2 separate regions of the Drosophila melanogaster genome follow, and region 1 is linked to region 2. A link is a contact called in public Hi-C data. All regions are on one chromosome and are shown on one strand. The core of a region is the stretch at or near the end of the contact, and the rest is flanking DNA. Distances in the headings are between cores, read along the strand shown.

The links. Hi-C and Micro-C count contacts between places; a contact is called where the count stands out from the background.
Region 1: a contact with region 2 is called in a Hi-C map of the Kc167 cell line, with 4 times the contacts expected there. A contact is called at or near these places in 2 of 107 Hi-C or Micro-C datasets (the D17-c3 cell line and the Kc167 cell line).

What each region holds. Positions count from the first base shown.
Region 1 is chr3R:27,696,072-27,702,336 of dm6, reverse strand. It overlaps ALiX (ALG-2 interacting protein X), which reads left to right and starts at 2,227. Exons shown (of 6, transcript NM_143325.4): 1 at 2,227-2,569; 2 at 2,784-2,902; 3 at 2,970-3,251; 4 at 3,607-5,202; 5 at 5,263-5,448; 6 at 5,506-5,871. The coding sequence starts at 2,358. The coding sequence ends at 5,621. btz (barentsz) reads right to left here and starts at 1,973. Exons shown (of 2, transcript NM_001276099.1): 1 at 1,812-1,973; 2 at 1-1,738. The coding sequence starts at 1,689. It overlaps HSPBAP1 (HSPB1 associated protein 1), which reads right to left. Exons shown (of 1, transcript NM_143324.3): 1 at 5,806-6,265. The coding sequence ends at 5,886.
Region 2 is chr3R:27,605,906-27,612,922 of dm6, reverse strand. dsd (distracted) reads left to right here and starts at 5,527. Exons shown (of 8, transcript NM_001276084.1): 1 at 5,527-6,154. The coding sequence starts at 5,883. Tusp (tusp,) reads right to left here and starts at 5,044. Exons shown (of 11, transcript NM_001202374.2): 1 at 4,354-5,044.

The DNA of each region.
Region 1 (6,265 bases), core at 978-3,477, 93 kb before region 2:
TGCGGCAGTAGGTGGTCCAAGTTGCATGGTCTGCAGTTGGGCCTGCAGCTCCTGTTGCTGATAGGCGATCTGCATCAGAACATGGGGGTCCTGAATCATGATCTGCGATTGTTGCTGCTGCTGTTGCTGTTGAAGATGCAACTGCTGCTGCATCTGCTGTTGCTGCTGCTCAGCCAAGTGCTGTGATGCCTCCTGCTGTGAGCGACGCAAGCTGGAGTAGCGCTTGGGCGCATTTCGTTGTTCCTGATGCAGTGGCTGCTGCTGCTGCTGCTGAGGCGCCTGATTTTGGCTAGCCAGAGAATGCATCTGGACACTGCCCACATGGCTGGGATCATTGCGTTGCTGCACCTGCTGGAGCCGCTGCGAAAGGTTCGACGTGGAAAGCGGCGTCTGTGGAGACTGCTGCGGCTGGGACGGCTGTCGTTGCTGCTGTGGCTGTTGCTGATGATGAGGTTGCTGCTGCGGCTGTTGTTGTTGGTTGGAGCGTGGAGTGGATGGCTTCTGGTTACGGTTGTCCAGTTGGTCTGGCCCCCGCTCCCGCTCTCTTAGCTGCTGTCCACGGTTGTTCTTCTTAAATTCCATGCCATTCTGACGTCCGGGGCCGCCGTTCATCCGCCCGAAGTTGCGATTCTTGGGCTCTCGATCGCGTTCCCGCTCCCTTTCCCTCTCACGTTCACGCTCCTGGGATCTGTGTGGATTGGAGCTACTGGCCAAGGGCTGTTGCTTCTCTGGAACCAAGCCTTCAGCAGCGACGGACCGTCGGTTTTCCTTTTCCTCACGCGAGGATGATGTTCGTGGACCACGTGGCTTTCTTTCGTTGAGCGCCGGGAAGTCCTGTGGCCGCGGCGGCTTGCGCTCCTTATTGCTGGCTTTGAGGTAGGCCTGCTCGTCCTCCCAGTTTCTTGAGTATTTACTAGGCCCACGCGTATATCGCCGGCGACGTCTGGCTCTGGGTGGTGCGTCCTCGTTTCTAATGTCGTAGCCGTATGTTTGCAGCAACTCTGCACGGGATTTGGGAGCCTGCTCCGTGGCCTCGAATCGATCGTGAGACCAGCGATCACCGCCTGAAGCTGGTTGCCATTTTCGCATGGTCTTCGATGCCTGTGAGATCTGTGGCGTTTGGCCAGTCGGCGTGGCACCGGCGGCCGCAAGTCCATTGAGTTCGCCATTTGGCTCCGCCGCCGCCTGGCCAGCACCGTTTTCGGGTTCGATCAGGATTTCTCCCTCGGTCTCCGCCGTCCGATCGTCGTGCTCGTAGAAAGTGCCCCGCTTTGGGATGTACTGCGGATTGCTGCGATCCTCGTCCACCTTCTTCTGGGCCTCACTGTCTGCGACGGAGCGGTCCATCGCCTGCTCCCCTTCGCCATCGTCCGTTTCGCTGCCCACCTCATCGTCCTCGTCGTCCGTCTCAGATTCCTCCTCGCTCCCACTGCCACTGGCGCTGCCGCTGGCACTCTCCTCGTCGTCATAGTCCTCTCCGCCCTCCAGATCACTGGCCGTGTCGTACTCGGAGTCGTGCGGATGCGAATTGGAGTTGGGCTCCTGGGTGGGCGAGGTGCCCGGCTCGACGTCCACGGTGGTATCCGCTGTGGGCGTTACAGCCACTGGCGCCTCGCTGGCAGGTGCAGCCGTGGCCTGGGGGATGTCGGTCGGGGGCGTGGCCGCCGTTGGTTTCTCCACTTCGGCCATCGCGGGGTCTCTTCGGTTTTCTGCCTCGCTACTGCTGCTGCTGCTTCTTCTGCGGAATGACATAGAACGGGATTCTAGGTGTCACTGGGATATCCAAGCCAGGGCTCCGTATATCAACTCACGTGCGAATTCTTGACAAGGCCTAACTACTCTAGTAAGCGTGCTTCTTGTTACGGTAAATTCTAAGAAAAAACCAATAATTTCGCACAATTTTCTCGACAACAACGCAATCAGAAAATAGAAAGTCTAGGGTTACCTTTCTCTCGCCGCAGAGATGCCACACTGTTGAAAACGTAACGACAGGGCGAGAAACGTAGCAATGTGCATACGTATTGAAATAGTGGCAGCTCTGGTAGTTACCGGTTCATGTTAGTAATAAAAAACATATAGAACATAGAACATAGAAAAAATATTCTATTACTTTTTTTTAATAGTTTACAATATTAAGTATCTTTGACAAAAATTCACCTTTGAAGTATAGAACTAAATCCTTAGTATTTCTTTAGTGGCTATCGAAAACGGTATCGACGGCTGGACATCGCTGGCCAGCTGTTGTAGGGGAAGGAAAGAGAGCGTAAAGCGGAGTTCGAATAGAGCGACAGACGATTAATTAATATCACTTGGAATCAGAAGTCGGACAAGAAGCAGACTCCGCAGAACAGGAAAAGATGTCGAAGTTTCTGGGCGTGCCGCTGAAGAAGCCGTCGGAGGTGGATGTGATCAAGCCGCTGAACAATCTCATCCAGAGCACCTACAACGGTGCGTCGGAGGAGGAGAAGGGCAAGTACGGAGAGGCCGTCAACGAATTTTCGAAACAACGCAATACGGCAATTTGGAAATTCTTTGAAAAGTACGAGGCTTCGCTGGAGATTGTGTACGCGTAAGTACCACCATGTCTTTGTGGCCTTCTTCCGGGAATCTCCCGATGAGTCACCCGCACAACGGGGCAGCTAATCACACCCATTCCATTCGATTCGATTCCACCTGGTGCTTCTGTATTGGTGTGGTGGTCAGACGTAAACAAGCTCTCGGATGACGTAGTCGTTAACTAAATGTTTTGCCTCCGGGTTTTGTTGCCTGCTCTGTATTTCCAGCTATTATGACCAGATTTGTGCGCTGGAGACCAAGATATCGGTTAGCGAACTTCAGATACCCTTTAAGTGGAAGGATGCCTTCGACAAGGGCTCCATTTTCGGCGGCAAGATCAGCCTGAGTGAGTGATTCATTGCCATGTGCCAAGTATATTTCACCACTAACCCAACGGCATCCACCATCCACAGCTCACACCTCCTTGCTTTACGAGAAGGTCTGTGTGCTCTTCAACATTGCCGCCCTGCAGAGCAACATCGCTGCCAACCAGTCCCTGGATTCGGATGACGGCCTTAAGCTGACCATCAAACTGCTCCAGCAGAGCGCCGGCATCTTTCAGTATTTGAAGGGAGCGACGCCAGCGGCAGTGCCCTCGGAACCCACGCCCGATCTCAGCCAGGATACGCTAACCGTGCTGCAGGCTCTGATGGTCGCCCAAGCGCAGGAGGTTTTCATTCTGAAGGCAATTAAGGGTATGTAAAATTAATTCACAAAGAGCACGAACACCGTTCACATTTAAATGCTTATCTATGAGCAAAATTTAGTTGTTTACATTGGGCGATAAACTATTTTATCAGGTAAAAGCGTCTTTGGCATACAATAAAAGCACTCAATGCAATATTTTTCGGACAAAGCTTATCCGAAGATATTACTTTTGATACGTGGGGACATTACCCAGTTATTTCCTTTGAAATTATATGATAAGAACGATTGAAATGAATCATTCCATTCAACAAAAATAATGTACCAATCAATGGCTCTAGAGTAATGGAAACACATTCCGCTATGAATCGAGGTTAACATGTTCAAGTATTTACATTCCGGCAGATAACTTGAAGGACCAGATCATCGCCAAGCTTTGCTGCCAGGCGGAGGAGTCTTACGCCGATGTGCTGCGCGCTATGCAAAAGGAGTCTGTGCGCAGCCTGTGGGAGAAGGAGTGGATACCTACTATTGCTGGAAAGCAGGCCGGCTTCCATGCCCTCACCCAGTTGTACCAGAGTCTGGTGTGCCGTGCCGCCAAGAAGATTGGCGAGGAGATTGCTCGCTTGCGCAACGCCATTGATCTTTTCAAGGCGGCTCAGACGCGTAGCGGAAATGAGACCTACTTGGATGAATACTTCAGCCGCGCCAAGCGCAACTTGACCGAGTCCACCAAGGACAACGAGTTCATCTACAACGAGATCATACCAGAGCTGAGCACCTTGACCTCTCCTGGAAAAGCCCAGTTGGCCAAGCCACTGCCCATTGCTGTCCCCTTGGCTGAAAATTTTAAGGATATATTCAGCAGCCTAGTGCCCGTGGAGCTTCATCGTGCTCTGACCGCCTCCGATATGCGCCGCAATGAGATCGTCAACGTGGAGATCATGAAGTTGCGTGAAGCCACCCAGACTCTGAATGCTGTTTTGGCCAGCTTGAATCTTCCAGCGGCCGTGGAGACAGCCGATGGCAACAGTGGGCTTCCGCCGTCGCTAAAGGAAAAGGCCAATGAAGTTCGCCAGAAGGGGGGCATTGAAAATGTGCAGACGATGCTTAAGGATCTTCCCGAGCTTCTGAACCGCAACCGCGAGATCCTCGACGAAACCGAGCGGCTCTTGGACGAAGAACGCGACTCCGATAACCAGTTGCGGGCGCAGTTCAAGGATCGTTGGACTCGCATCAGCTCCGACAAGCTAACAGAGATGTTCCGCACCAACGCGAAAAAGTATCGCGAAGTCATCACCAATGCCATCGAAGCCGACAAGGTGGTTCGCCAGAAGTTTGAGGCCAACCAGAAGGGCATCCAACTCTTGTCCTTGCCACCCGATCAAATCCAACAGTCTCTGCCCTCGGCCAGTGGCAGTGTGGACCCAAACTGCTCCAGCGTGCAGCGTCTTAAGAAGCTGATGGACGACGTGGAGACCATTAAGGCGGAGCGTGAGGCCATTGAGTCCGAGCTGAAAGGTGCCACTTTCAACATGAAGGACGAGTTTTTGATTGCCCTGCAGAAGGATGGCGCTATTGACGAGCCCGCCCTCTCGTTGGCGCGTATTGGCCAAGTGCTCAATCCCCTGCAGCAGCAGGTGCGCGAGAGCGTGGAACGTCAGCAGTCCTTGGTCAGCGAGATCCAAAGCGCCCATGGTGCCTTTGTCTCTGAAACTGGTAGCTGCGGCAGCTCGCGGGATACTTTATACCAGGAGCTAGCAACCGCCTTCGATAGCTACATTGAACTTTCTGGAAATCTGCAGGAGGGCACCAAGTTCTACAACGACCTCACGCAGTTGCTGGTTGTGTTCCAGAACAAGATCAGCGACTTTGTGTTCGCCCGCAAGACAGAGAAGGAGGAGCTGCTCAAGGACTTGACCACAGAGTCCAGCCGCCAGGCATGTCCGGCCACTCCAGCCCTTCCCTCGCACTATGCATCCACATCGGGCAGTGGCAGCGGTGAGTGAAGCATCTTAAGCCGAACTTAACAGAATATATAAACCGTCCATTTCTTTTTAGATATTCCACCTGGCTCCGCACCTAGTGTGCCACCTGCCGCATCAACGGCCAACATTCCGTATCCGGCCCAAGTGCAAGGCATGCCTATTCCATATGGAGCCCAGCCAGGTGTGCCCTACCCCGCCTATGTGCCCGCTCCGATGCCGCAGAGCTTCAATCCATACGCCACCTTGCCGTATCCTGGTAGTAAGTTAACGTCACCGCTTAAAATGAATCTTCAATAATGCTGATCATCTTCTGCAGACTATCAGTACCAGGGATTCCCGCAGGGACCGCCACCCGGCCACTACGGAACATACCCAGGCAGTTATGCCAACCAGCAGGGTGGATATCCCAACCAGAAGCCACCTGGCTGGTAAATGGCGCTGTAGCTGTAATCAAGTTCATGTCCACATGTGCGCAGTCCGTTCCGCCCAAGGGTCAATCGCATGGCAGAGCCTCAGATGAGTCTGGATGGTGGGCAGACAAGATGGGTGGTATTCGGCATTTAATGCTCCGTGTTCTGGTTCTGTTTGGAAATTGTATCATACATGTTGATGGCTTATTGGATTTTAATCTCATATATGAAAACATTATTATCACGTATCACAGTAAACGTTCTTACCCTAGACACGTGTGTTAAGCTAGAGTGAGTTACTTTTTCCTAGCCTGCGAAAGAACTCGCGCTTCATTTCGGCAATTACCCGTGGAGCACACATGCTGCTTACTAAAAGCTCGCAATTAGAACTAATGGGAGTTGTCTCCGGTGGATTGGCAGCTACTCGGAATCTCTTGGAGTTGGCGTTGAGGAGCAGTTTGTACTCCTCGTGGGGCATCACTTCCAAAGGACGCACTGACAGGTTGATACTGTTCAACAAAGTTTTCCAATCCGCTTGGCTGATGTAGTCGGTATCGTAGAGCTGTCGAGTGCTCTTGCCACTCTCTAAATTCTGCACCGCCTGCTCGAACTGGGCAAAGAGGTCGCTGGGCTTGGTAGACACATTATCCAGCTGGTTGGGATTGA
Region 2 (7,017 bases), core at 4,278-6,777:
TTCTTTGTATTTACTACAATACTCCTCCTTACACTATTTCCCAAACAAAACACATCTGCCTGAAGTATAGGATTTGTTTCGGCTTTGCCATTAAAAGTTGATTAGATGGAAGGAAGCAGAGGCGGTACACACACAGTTGTTCACAAAGTAAACATTCGCACTCTCTGCCTCCTTCTATTGCAATTAGCCTGTCGAAATTAGATTGCGTATACGCTCCGTGGTACACAGTTTGCTGTAAGGCGCTTAACTATTACGTAGTCGTAACTGTGAGGCACTGTTTGGGGTAAAACTTTAGCCCATCGCATAACTTGCACAGTGGTACCATATATACTTTGATAGATACTCTTAAATGTATTTAAATGGTTTTAATAACTAATCATTTCCTAATAGATCTTAGTTTTCTTATGCCATATTTATTGCACAAGCTTATTACAGGCTCAAAGAATTATCATAATTCCATCTCATATTTCCACACTGTGCACCAGAGATTACCATTCGCCCCCCCCCCCCTCTCCCACTTTATAAGTAATGCATAAATGTACATATATTTATTTCCCGGCCAGTGGCTTGCCAAACCCCCACTTAATACCGCTAAAATCCTGATTTACTTTTTATCCTCGGCGCATGTCCCTCCATTATGTCTGCGAATTAATTGTGGCAATTTGCTTTTGATCCTTGGGGCACAGGACGGAATTTGAATGCACGCAATTATTTCATTTTCATCATGCTTTTCATCATCTACCTAACGAGCTGGCATTGTTCATATTTTCTTGTCCCTGTCTCGGTTATATGTATATATGTATTTGCTGTCAGCGGTCCGGGAATGCCCTTGAACCGCCTGAAACTAGCCCAGCTCGCTGCTCCTTCCTTTTGTATGCATATCGTATGGCATGGTGTGGCACGGCATTATATGCATAGTATAGCGTAATGGAAGTGCAGCGGTGCATGCAACAAGAGCACCGAATACAACAACAACAACCGCACTGCAAAGTCGAGTGGAAGGAACGAACAACTTTGTGCCCAATTCGAAATTTCTGTGTGCGTTGCCCTCGACTCGCAAAGTTTTGTGACGTCGGCCACAGGAAAATATTCCACATACCACATAGCGTTCTCGTTCACATGACGACATGTATCGGCTAGGTATTTATGCCAGCCTTTGCTTTGGTTTTCAGTTTAAGAATTGGGGTGCAAAGGCCGCCTAGTAAATCAAGAGCCTTGTGTAGGAAAAAAAACATAATTTGATGCAGTTTTGGAAGTTACTTGAATTGCTTATCCCTTTCGCTGCAACTCTGCTGACTTCCAGATATTTATAGTGGCTCTAATTAAAATTATAATCAAACATTCATTCTAAGGTGCTCATATAACTTACATGCAATTTTTTCAACCTATAAGCCACAATTTTGCGGCTAACTACCGCTGTGAAAAAGGATCTAATCCTGGCTCTGGCTTTCGGTTTCCCCTAATTATGTGTGTCCGCTTTTGTTGTGTGCCGCATGCCAGGCAACCAGTGGAATTGAAACAAGTTCAAAGCCCACGTAGCACCCCCCGCTTTTTCGTCTGCCCCCATTGGGGGGAAAGTAATTGCTGGGAGCTCAGTTTCCACTGCCCGTGGGGCATTCGCTTTAATTAGCCACACGCCAGCAAGCACAAGAAATGCGTTTGAAAAGGACAAGAATCGGTGGAAAAAAAGCGGGCAACAACAAAAGGCGACGCCAAATAGGACGTGCATGCATTTAATTGGCAAGGTTTTCCACGCAAAAACCACTCCTCTCTTGCTTAACTCTTGCTGGAAAATGGGAAGCTTAGCGGAGAGGGGAAAATGGCAATAAAATTTTGCATAAATGACGAAATAAATGACAGCCAAGAAAAGCAACATTGACAAATACGCACCCCGTGGATAGAAGTGGGGTGAGGGTTGGAAAAACAGCTCTTTGGGTTGCCGGCTACATCGAATGTCTTTCTATATGTGCACTGAGCTTTAATGGTGGAAAAGCGATGGGGAAAACACTGGGGAAACGCCATAGAAAAGCTGACGCTGGGCTCTTTTCCCAGCATTTCCCTGCTGCCCTCCATTGTTCACTGCCGCTTGTTTATTGACGTTTTTCTGGCGACTGGGGACGGGGTGGATTGGGGGGGCAGTTGGGTGTGTGTGTGTGTCGTATAATTTGTTTCTACTTTAACCTAACCCAAACCACCCCGTCCCCATTTACATTCCAATTCCGATTCCCGATCCCAGTCCCATTCCCATTCCCTTTCCCCTTTGGAAAACATGCTGGGGAAAATTGTGCGCCTCAGTGGCGCTACAGAGTTACAACTACCCAAATGTATTTGGTTTTCGGGTGCGTTTTTCCTTCTCCTTGGCAATATAAACAATTTTTCCATTGCTGCCGCTTCAGTTATGCAAAATAATCAACATGGCAGCTAGTCAGAGATACTGGCAAGATACAAACAATAACAATAACAGCAAAAAGCAACAAAACAAAATGGAAGAAACAAAAGCAAAGCCGCCTGTTGTCAATGGCAAAAATATTGGCAAAACATTCGGAAAAAAACCGCAAATCGAGCAAACTGCACTTGAACTTGCCACAAAGAGCCGCCACATCGTCCTTCCGACGTCAGCTCGAATTATATAATGCAAATCGCGACAAAATACAGTCAAGCAACATCAACTTGAACCGCTAACTTAAGAAGAAGCATGAAGTGTGTATGTGAAAGCAATTAAAAATTTACATAATATTGAAATCAATAAATATTTTTGAAAAATTTCGTAAGATCACACTTATCTATGTCGCACTGTATTTGCGAAATACGGGGCAGGGCCAACTAAAACGCAGCCAAATACACCATTCTCTTTGTTTGCAATTAGAGTATCCATTCATTTTACTACGTATTCAGAATACATGCATTTATTGCCAATCGACTCACACTCAATAATTTAAAGTGCGGGTGCCACTCACCACTCACATCGCGGGTACTTACAAACACCCGCGTGGGCGGTCACCCGAATCAATACGCCACTCTGCGTCGCGGATGCCGATAAGCGAAATAAGACTAAATGTAATGACCTTGGCAGCAACGCTAACACACATTGCCACTCACACACACACACCCGCAGTGGGGCACACACAAACTTAAAAATAATTTCTCAAAGAGAAGCGCCAAGAACAAAAACAAGAACAAGACATTGGCGGTCATGCGTTGGCGTCGCAGTCGCAGCCGCAGTCGACGTCGACTTTGGCAGCGGCATCTAAATTATGCAAACTGAGAAATTGTGGCACACACAGATACACACACACGCAACCATCGTCCAGCTGTCGCCCCAATCCAAATGTAACGGTTATGTGCTATATGGCTTAAATGCTTATCGCCCCGGTTGACCAAAACAACTAACGGAATTTCAATTTCGGCACGCATTTTCCACGGGCTTTTTATAGGCGTGTGCTCCTGATTGCCCTTTGCTCCGGCCGTACTTTTCCCGCCGGAGTCGTATCTCGATTAGTGCACAGAAAGAAAATCTTTGTATGATACGACTTGAATAACTCGGTCCAGTTTTTCATTTTAGAACTAGCTAGCTTATGATGAATTCGATAACTTGACCAAACACACTAGCTAAATTGAAAAATAAAAAACATTTCTCGGCAATTGGTTTCGAGCCGGGTCTTCTGTTACGCATTTCTGTTCGATATGGACCTCGGATTTCAGTGCAGGGAAAACATAATACACCCGTAGTACCCAACTGCCAAAGCCAATGCCGATCGATTTTCACTGTCATTGGTTGTTTGATGCGGATTAATCGAAAACGTGCGTGGGCAGCTCACTCAACTGAAACTAGAAACGATACCGAAACGCGGGGAATTTAATTCGTATAAGCTTGGCAAATAGGGCTGATAAAAAAAAGTATGTAACCAAGCCAAGGGCTAAGGCATCAAAGCACATGTAATTAGCACAGAATTTTGAAGTTTTTGTGGCGCCCAAGGTGTTGTGCTGATGTGGCCACAACTGAAACTCAGCCACATACGGTGAAACTATCCTACAACAAACTCTTCACCGCCATGAAATTAAAATTTTTACATATTTGAGAAATTTTTTGTTTTGAGATTCTGCTGCAAAACATTAGCATTTGGTTATTCTTAACCAATCATAAAGTCACTTAAAGTTTCAAAGTCTCAAAGGAGTCCAACTAAAATTTCGACTAATTCACGACTTTAAAAACCTTAAATTGGTTGGGCTTAGGCAGTTTGGCCTGTAGTATAGACATTCGCAGTGTCCGTGGCTTTGGGCCAATCCACCACCGAGCGAGAGAGGCTAAAAGGATGTTTGCCAGCCAGGGGACAACGGAATTCCGCAACTCACCTGTGAAGTCCCCGCCCCCTTCTCGGCTGCTCCTGCTGGGATGAAGTAGCGTTGAATCTGCTGCTGCTATGGGAAAACTGAATTGATCCAATCGAATTACTACTTTTCAAGCGAAAAATTGGTGCAGCGCCAACGGAATCGAGTGTGTTCTTGCAACAGTTTTTTGGGGCAGACGTTCCCGTTACTGTTTCCCGTTTTCCCTGCTATTTTCCTCTTTTTCCTTCTCCGCTCACACACGCACACAGATGCAAACGGGGAACGCACATGCAGCGCGGTTGGAGTACCGTTAGCACACACTGCTTGCAACGACGCCCGAACGTGGACTGTCTGAGAAATCGGATTCCGGAAAGTAGTTGGCAGGCAAACAGCCACGATGACGAAAGGGGGGACGGGTGCGCTCGGAGCGCGCCTGCGCACTCAAAAGTCCGTCCGCATCGTTCTTATCAACGCAACTGTCAAACTGACGGAATTTACGCGCTCCGGTTGTTGTTAACGGGTATTGATTTTCTGGTTACTGTATTTCTATTTATTTGTGTTTAATTCTTTGTTCATAAGCTAAGTTCTATGTATTCTTTCTAAGACTACAATTCTTGCTCTATTTTAAGTGCTTTTTTTATAAATATTACTTTGGTTTCAACATTTATTTCTAATTTTTGAATAAACAAATAAACAGCAGTCCTACTAACAGAAAGCTGCAACTGTAACTGTGCTGTTACGGTTGTAACGACTGCGAGGGCTGAAATGTTTGCAGCGATAAGATATCGATTGTACGAGCTGTTTTTAAATAACAAAAATATCTGAAAATATATAAAAAATGTCGATGTCGCATTATGAATATTCTAAAGTAATGAAATTGGTATTACAATTTTGCCAATTTTACCACTTTGAAAACGTTTCGAAAAACTATAGCAACAAAAGTGTGCCACAGTTAAATTACTTGCACTGTTAACGCTTTAAAATTAAGCTTTTTAAAAATATTCTCTTATATTATTTTTAATATTATTATTCATATAAATTTGGCACTCCTTTATGTATGTGATAAGTAAATGTACCACACTAAGCTTGTTTAATAATTTTAAAGTAATCCCTGCTAGATATCTTATCGATACCGACAGTGACTTGACAACCCTGTTAAGCAGTGCTTGCAACGCCGAAGCAGTGCAACGCTGTGCAGCACTGGACCCCCAGCAGATTTCTCGTTTCGTTTCACAAATAAATTGTCAATAACTTTGCCAGTCGCTGGATGCAGGTTGTTGTTTCTTTTTGCCAATATTGTTTGTTGTGCAGCCGCGTTCGCGAGTGTGAGTGAGTGTGCCAGTGTGTGCGTGTGTGTGTGTGTGCGTTCAAGTGCGGGGCCTTGGGTTGCCCCGAATTGCAAAGATTGCAAATAGAAAAGAAAAGAAAAACGGCCAGAGAGAAAGGCCCAAAGGAAAATTGTGCAATAGTCGCGAAAATCGAAGGACTCGCTGCAGGACGACGACGATGTGAAGCTGCGGGCGGGCGGTGAATTGGAATCAACTACGCAAATCATGTGCCTGGCGGCGGAGCCACCGCAGAAGCAACCGAACCGGAGCAGCACCTCACCCACATTCAACGCCAAGTACAGGCGAAAATGCCTGCTCCTCCTCACGCTGCTCCTCTTCCACGGCTGCTTCAGCGGACTCCATCGGGCGGCCGCCTTCAACTGCACCGCCCACGGCGGCCGCTGCCAGAACGACGGCCAGTGCCAGGAGGACGGCCAGTGCCTCTGCGCCGACGGCTGGCAGGGACCGGAGTGCCAGTTCTGTGGCGGAAAAGTGCGGTAAGTGGCTGGTTATGCACAGCATGCCACATAGATAGAGTAAGATCTCCATATTAGGTCACATAATTGACCATAGATCAGCTACCCCAAAGATCAGCTCCAGTCCAGTAAGATGTGGTGGTTAAGCCATCAATATCCTATCAATTTTCCATTCTTTTCGGTCTGATCTCCTCTGCCTTTTCGGTCCGGCCTATTTGTGTCAGCCAACGGTTCAGTTTCATCTGGTCGGACGGGTTCTTGGCCGTGTTTATCTCGTCTCTTCACCGCTCCACCATCCACTTTCTCCCAATTCCCGTTCTCTTTCTCCCATTTCCCTCTAGACATTCTTTCACCTGCTGGCCGCTTTCTACGCCTCCTGACGCTTCCAATGCGGATTATTCAATTATTTCGCTTTGACTTTGAACTTGTTTGGGGCAGAGGCCACTGCTTTTTGGCCACATTAGCTTCTTTGCCATCTAATGTGCTGATTGAGCAGGGAAAATATATGTACATATATTTCTGGAAAACGTTATATTCGTCATATTACCTGAGTCAGATACAAAACGCTTTGCTTATCTACTGTAAAGCTTCTTTAAGACGAACCAAGTAGGAACAGTGCTATAAAAATATCTAATTCAAGAAATGTCAAATGACATACTAATAAATAATGAGGTGTATATACACCTAAAAGAACTCTTTCACATCAATCCCAAAATATTATCCCAGTAAAATAATGTTTATTTTGCCAAACATTAGATAACAGCTTTTTGCCCGGCATAGGCTGATGTATTTAAAGTGTTGCACGAATGCTATACATTATATTTAATAGATATGTATGTGAGAAGTCGTTGGGCCAGTTTGGTTGCTCACGCTTACGGCTGGCG